Regions from separate parts of the Mustela erminea genome. Here region 1 is linked to region 2. Evidence: chromatin contacts called from public Hi-C data. All regions are on one chromosome and are shown on one strand. The core of a region is the stretch at or near the end of the contact, and the rest is flanking DNA. Distances in the headings are between cores, read along the strand shown.

The links. Hi-C and Micro-C count contacts between places; a contact is called where the count stands out from the background.
Region 1: a Hi-C map of spleen shows a contact between it and region 2, with 5 times the contacts expected there. The contact joins the enhancer-like site here to the promoter of BMS1 in region 2. A contact is called at or near these places in 2 of 3 Hi-C or Micro-C datasets (fibroblasts and spleen).

What each region holds. Positions count from the first base shown.
Region 1 is chr14:55,554,203-55,557,906 of mMusErm1.Pri, reverse strand. No RefSeq gene overlaps it. Among named protein-coding and RNA genes, the nearest start is that of SLC16A12, 12 kb to the right of the region's middle. Within about 2 kb of position 1,311, the one cell type or tissue checked has open chromatin away from gene starts, as enhancers often do. A contact at or near this core is called in fibroblasts, where this site is marked.
Region 2 is chr14:55,368,682-55,372,582 of mMusErm1.Pri, reverse strand. It overlaps BMS1 (ribosome biogenesis protein BMS1 homolog), which reads left to right and starts at 1,907. Exons shown (of 24, transcript XM_032314069.1): 1 at 1,907-2,039; 2 at 2,564-2,660.

The sequences.
Region 1 (3,704 bases), core at 62-2,561, 190 kb before region 2:
GGTGAGCAGTGCCTTCCTATTTGCAAACATGAGACATGAGATGTGGAAGGGAGTCTCAGAGGCCAGAATTTTCCAGGGAATTCAGATTTGGATTTTGCCGAAGAAACCAAGAACCTGGACTTCCATGGGCAATCTCCCAATTTTAGAAAGGTGCCTATGAATGAAATTTTTTTCTTTAATGCCATGAGGGCCAATCCAGGAGATCAGCTGAGAGCTAAATTTGCCTCATTGCCTAGTAGCTTCATCTCTAACCTAGTTCAGTCCTCTAATTTCATAGTGCAAATAACAGACTCAGACATTAATGACTGCCCAACATGCCTATTCTTTCCATTCAGTAGTAAAACTGATAAAAAAAAAAAAAGTGGAGGAAATGTCTGACAACCATGAGATAACTCCTGTCAACTTTAAATAAGTTGGGCTTGATATGAACCATGCTACTTGGCAGTGTTAGTGCTGAGACGATTCAAAGAATGTGATTCATCCCAACAATGAATGTAGTACCTAATGTGAAAAATGATGTTATTGTCCCGGCGGTTGGGAGAGGGGTGGGGAGAAGGGCTGGATAAAAGCACAAGACGTGCTCCAATGGCTGCCAGGGGTTCCAAATGGGCACCCCGATGGCACTGTCAAACGTAACATGGACACAACCCGCATGGGAAACCAGCTGCAGGGTAACATGTCAAGAAATCCCGGGTAAGTCGACAGTTGCATTATTTCACGAGACTAATCAGACAAGGGCATATGCCTTTTACTATTAAATTAAGAAAGAAATGGCTCCGTATCACACAGGAAACACAACGGCCATGCGGATCTGGTGAAGGAGCTCAAATGAACAAGGGGATGAGGAAATGTTCAGGAGAGGGCAGCTGGGGCTTCAAATTCTGGGGCCGTTTCCAATGCACTGAAAATCCTGTTTCATGGAAACAGGAGCTAAAAATATTGTGGTACTCTTCAAGAAAGTTCCATTGTCTTGACTGTTCACTCTGCGTGGCTAATTCCTGTGTTTTGCTATTCCAAGGCGATGGCCAAGTGCTGACGTCACCCTCTGGATTTGCTAAGTCTTCTTGACCTCCCATTTATTCTGTTAGGGCAGAGTGGATGTCTCAATTTTCACTGTCCTATTCCTAGCATGGTTTCTGGCACTCAGAGGGCCCTCGGTAACTGTTTCTTTAGTTGGGTTGAGTTGGCGAAGGGGAACTGAGAAATCAGAAGCAATTGGAAGGGACCTTAGAGCTAGTTCTCATGGCCCCTACCCTCTGTCACCCCTCTGAGTGTGACAAGGCTCCCTCCTCTCACACATCCTTTTCCGTCGGTGATGGGAAATGCAATGTACTATCGAGCCATACTTGGCAAGCAGCCAAATTGAACTGCTCTAGACCCTCCCTAGATGATGATTCCTAACTCCAAAATAGATTGTCCTAATGTTCTTGGCCAAAAGCCCATAGTTTTAAAATGAGACTTCATGTGATTCATGGGTTTTAATATAACCATAATAAGTATTAATAACACATGCTGTGTAATCAATTGGCATTCTCCCACGAAGAGCTCTAACTCTTCTTATTTCTTATTGTGATATCTTTATGCTTACAGATGAACATTAATAAATCTCTCTTCATAAGGGGCAAAACAAGCTTTTGGCTTCATGGAAGTTTCCTGACAGCAATGTGATCTAGCTCCGCTAGTTTGGAAGAGCGAAGGGCTGGGGAATTTCATTTTTTTAATTTATTTTTTAATTTTATTTTTAAGTAATGTCCACACCCAGCACGGGACTCATACTCACAACCCTGAGGTCAAAGGTTGCCCACTTTACCAACTGAGCCAGCCAGGCATCCTGTGGGCTTGGGAATTTCAGTCACTGAGATCACCCTAGAATGATGTTTAATTTCTGAATTGCATACTCTTACCCCACCCAAATGAGAGTTTCTAACTTGTCTAAATCAGGGACTTATCCACACCTTGAAAACTTGGGGTTCTTTTATCCACTCATCCAATAATCAAATTCCTAACATACGCTGGGCACTGTGGTACACATAACGGACAGGTTCCTGTTCACCTTGAACTTTTAGTTTAGAGCAGAACAAAATGAAAGCAAACAGCAACAAAAAACTCAAGTTGCAAAAAAAAAAAAAAATTATGAAGGAAAACATAGGCTAAGATGGAGAATAATGGAGACTCAGGGAGACTGGGTTTAAGTGGCACGGTCTCGGGAGACCTCTGTGGAGATGACACTTAAGCGGAGGTGTTTGCAGAAGAAGATGCAGAGCTGTCCAGGAGAAGGAAGAGGAGATGCAAAGGCTTCTACCTCCTTGTCTTGATGCCAAGCAAAGAACCCAGCCTGGCCACAGTTCTAGCGAGACAAGGGATGTGGCTCCAAGTGACGTAGGGGGTCTGACACACTCGCGCGCCGTGCTCCCAGGAGCCCAGGCTTTGTTTTGGGCCTTTTGGAGCCACAGAAGAGTTTTCGGCTGCAAAGCAATGTGATCCCAATTAAGTTTTGAGGAAAATGTTCTTGATGCTCTAGTGGGACTGGCCTGGAGGAGGCTAAGAGCAGCCCCAAGCGGAAGGGTTAGGAGTCGCAGACCAGACGGTGTGGGCAGTGCCCCTGGAAAACAAGTGGGACAGATCAGGTGTCGTGTTTTGATGAGGTCATGGATAGAACTTGCTGATGGATTGATGGGGGAGGTAAGGGATGACTTGGCTTGACAAATGGAATGCATAGAATCCCAATATAATAAAACCATAAATAGAGCTGTTCCATTTAAGGAGGAAGAAAAAGAAAAGGGGCAGGTTGGGTCCAGTCTGCTGGGTGCCTTCCTCCTCCCCAACCACCCTTGGGTCTCCCTAGATTACCCACGTATGGTTCTCAGTTTTTAGGGAGCTGAGCCACTTGGAAAGCTTGTTAAATACTGGTTCCTACAGGTAGTGTTCTGGATCAGAGCATTTAGAGCATTTAGAGCAGATAAGATGGTTAATATGGATGTGTCTGCTGATAAGAACTATGTATCCACTGGTTTCAACTAACCTGCAGATTGCTGGGTAGAAATACCTTTTTTTTTTTTTTAAGATTTTATTTATTTATTTGACAGAGATCACAAGTAGGCAGAGAGAGAGGAGGAAGCAGGCTCCCCGCTGAACAGAGAGCCCAATGCGGGGCTCGATCCCAGGACCCTGAGATCATGACCCAAGTTGGGTAGAAATACCTTACAGCAACTGGCAAGCAGTTTGTTGGCAGACTTATGGCTCCTTTTTGTAAGCTTTTTCTTTCTTTTTTTTTTTTTAAGATCTTATTTATTTATCTGACAGAGATCACAAGTAGGCAGATAGGCAGGCAGAGAGAGAGGAAGGGAGGCAGGCTCCCTGCTGAGCAGAGAGCCTAATGTGGGGCTCCATCCCAGGGCCCTGGGATCATGACCTGAGCCAAAGGCAGAGGCTTTAACCCACTGAGCCACCCAGGCGCCCCAGCTTTTTCTTTTTTTTTAAAGGAGCTTTTTTTTCTTTTTTGACTTTGTGCTTTTCTAGTCTTCACTCTCTACTGAAATACAATAGGACAAATGGCTATTATTTATATTCCTAGAATTTCTATGAGTGGTTCTTCCAGTAGTTGGGATGAGTTGTACTTTTTTTTCTTCTTTTTTTTTTTTTTAAGATAGACACCATACCCAGTGTGGTGCGTGAATTCACGACCGGAGATCAAGAGTCATGTG
Region 2 (3,901 bases), core at 658-3,157:
TTTAATTTGAATCTCCCTGATGGCTAGTGATGATGAACATTTTTTCATGTGTCTGATAGCCATTTGTATGTCTTCGTTGGAGAAGTGTCTGTCCATATCTTCTGCCCATTTTTTGATATGATTGTCTGTTTTGTGTGTGTTGAGTTTGAGGAGTTCATTATAGATCCTGGATATCAACCTTTTGTCTGTACTGTCATTTGCAAATATCTTCTCCCATTCCGTGGGTTGCCTCTTTGTTTTCTTGACTGTTTCCTTTGCTGTGCAGAAGCTTTTGATTTTGATGAAGTCCCAAAAGTTCATCTTCGCGTTTGTTTCCTTTGCCTTTGGAGAGATATCTTGAAAGAAGTTGCTGTGGCTGATATCGAAGAGATTACTGCCTATGTTCTCCTCTAGGATTCTGATGGATTCCTGTCTCACATTGAGGTCTTTTATCCATTTTGAGTTTATCTTTGTGTACAGCGTAAGAGAATGGTCGAGTTTCTTCTTCTACATATAGCTGTAGAAGAATATATATTCTTCTACATATAGCTGCCCAGTTTTCCCAGCACCATTTATTGAAGAGACTGACTTTTTTCCACTGTATATTTTTTCCTGTTTTGTCGAAGATTATTTGACCATAGAGTTGAGGGTCCATATCTGGGCTCTCTACTCTGTTCCACTGGTCTATGTGTTTGTTTTTATGCCAGTACCATGCTGTCTTGGTGATCACAGCTTTGTAGTAAAGCTTGAAATCACTAGCCATTAGGGAGATTCAAATTAAAACTACATTGAGATATCACCTTACACCAGTTAGAATGGCCAAAATTAGCAAGACAGGAAACAACATGTGTTGGAGGGGATGTGGAGAAAGGGGAACCCTCTTACACTGTTGGTGGGAATGTAAGTTGGTGCAGCCTCTTTGGAGAACAGTGTGGAGATTCCTCAAGAAATTTAAAATAGAACTTCCCTATGACCCTGCCATTGCACTCCTGGGTATTTACCCCAAAGATACAGATGTAGTGAAAAGAAGGGCCATCTGTACCCCAATGTTTATAGCAGCAATGGCCACGGTCGCCAAACTGTGGAAAGAACCAAGATGCCCTTCAATGGACGAATGGATAAGGAAGATGTGGTCCATATACACTATGGAGTATTATGCCTCCATCAGAAAGGACGAATACCCAACTTTTGTAGCAACATGGACGGGACTGGAAGAGATTATGCTGAGTGAAATAAATCAAGCAGAGAGAGTCAATTATCATATGGTTTCACTTATTTGTGGAGCATAACAAATAGCATGGAGGACATGGGGAGATAGAGAGGAGAAGGGAGTTGGGGGAAACTAGAAGAGGAGGTGAACCATGAGAGACTATGGACTCTGAAAAACAATCTGAGGGTTTTGAAGGGGCGGGGGGTGGGAGGTCGGGGTACCAGGTGGTGGGTATTATAGAGGGCACGGATTGCATGGAGCACTGGCTGTGGTGCAAAAATAATGAATACTGTTATGCTGAAAATAAAAAATAAATTAAAAAAAAAGAATATAAGAAACAAAAAAAAAATGTGCAAGGTTTGGAGTTCCAGAACCATCTTACTACCGCCCCCAACATGTCCCATATGCCAAAGAACAACATATATGTAGGTTTTCCTCCTTCACTGCTGTAGGAGGCAGGGTGCATGATCAGTTCAAAGTGGACTTTGAATCCATCAGAGATTTGTTTGTTGATTTGCTTTGGTATCATGAAGCATAGTGTTTCTCTTGTGCTCACATTTGGAGCTTGCGGGGCTCAGATGAACTGCTGTGTACAGGGCACCCCAAAACCCTCAGAGAACACCTGTGCAGAGCATTGCTGGGCAACAGCTCCCATTCCATAATGTCTACTAATACGAAACAAGGAGACTGATTGCTTTTGTTCTTCTGTTATTTAAGGAGATGAGCACAGTAAATGCGGTCTCAGGCTTTAGGTGCCTGGGTTTGAAGTCAGCTTGATCATCTACATCTGCTGTGATGTGGAGCACATTACCACTTAGCCAAGCCTCAGTCCCTTGGCTGTAAGATGCAGGTAAAATTTCCAAGATGTGGTGGGTGAAAGAATTAAAGAAGATGTTAAATGAAAAACTGTTAGCACATTGCCCATATGCTGTCAAAATAAAATTAAGCAAAAGTATTTTCCTTTACAAACATCCTATGACCCTATGAGAGGTGACCTGGCAAAACCAAAACCAATATAGTCACCTCCATGTAAGCCTGTCTGTACTCCCTAATCCTCCCAAGGGATCAGAGAGGAGTAAGAGCTCCTGTCCAGGATAAAGTTGGGCCGTCTACTTTGCTTTTGAAAGGAATACAGTTGAACAAAGTTAACCACGTAGAAAAAACTATTATTGCTTATTATTGGCAAATCACTTATGGAATGGCCTGGTTTATTTGCCATTCCAACCTTCTTTTGCAAGGAGAGCTCTTCAAGGGGGGGATCTTAGACTTCATCTAGTCCACATTTTCCTTTTATAAAACAGAGAACAAGTCCAGAAAGGTCAAAAAACTATCTCAAGTTCATTCACTCCTATTTCCCTGCTTTCCTTGTAATAGAATATTATGGGACTAGGAAGCTCAAATGCCCATGCTTGCTTTTCACCCAGGATTTCCTACAGGCCAGGACTCCAAGACCCCACGACCCCTTCCTCAGGTAGGACATGCTGGGCTTTCAGAGGGAAGGAGTTGAGCAGTGGGAGGGGTGGGGAAACTCAGCACAGTAAACCCTGACCAGAGAATATGGCTTCCTAGCATATTCTTTTGTCTTCACCCCAGTCTGCTGGTTCAGCACTGGGAAAGGCTGCAGCTAGCGAGTGGGAGTACTCATGGTGTTCTTGGTAGTATTTGAGGGCAGGCCCAGCCTATGGAGCACATTAGTGGACTCCTTCCTGCAGGTGTCCATTCCCTACTGTGGCCCCGCCCAGGCTGCTGGAATGTGCTCTGGGTGGTGTGGGGGTGTCCCTCCTATATGTCTATAATCTTTACCAGAGCTCCATCCCCCAGAACTGAAATGAGAGCCTAATAGCAAAAGCACTTTTAACCTGCCTCTCAAAAATCTGAGTTATCTGTAACAAAATCCTGCTCTACAACCATTAGCTCCCTGATCCCAGGAGGGCAGCTCCTATTGCCTGCAGCTGCCAACTTGGTGGCCGCAGATGCGGAAGGCAGAGCCCAACCTGTGCGGAGCATGTGGTGTTTGCACTTGCAATGTTTTTTTTCTTTAGTTGGCACTTCTGACTATCACTTTCTGCTGTATTTGTCCCAGGTCGAGGATTGGATTCCTTCTCACCCCTTCAGGTTAGACCATGGGGAATAAGATCTGAACTGCAGATCTGCGGGGTCCTTTGGGGGTGTTCTGTGATGGCTCTTCCCACATGGAGAGGGGAACACACAGAGCAAAGTGGAGGCAGAATGAGTCACCAGATTCTGGGATGCAAAGGCAAACTTGACCCAAGCAGCTCTTCTGCCAACAAGGCATTAGATTGAAACTTGACTGCCCTTGCCTCAGCTGCTAATTTGTCCAGTCTTCCCTGCTGTTCTTAGGACCCAAAGCCTTACCCCAGCAAGTCCACTCCTCTGTGGTATTGTCTCCCTGGCACAGAGAGCACCTTTGCCACTCACTCCAGCTCCCTCACTGACTCAGTCCAGCATCTCGGCACTGCCTAAGTCTAAGTGGCTGTCCTGGGTATAAATAGAAACAAAGCACTAAATCAAGGTGACAGATTATTAAGTTTTCCTTGGACTTGGACCTTTTATCACAGAAAGATAGTTTTTTAATTAGATTTTCTGGGGCCCTCATTATAGCCACCAGCACAATGAGATCAACATAAGGTTGGCTCAAATTTCCATCAACTGTGGAAGTGAAAGCACACCCTGAGATTTTTGTGAATTCTC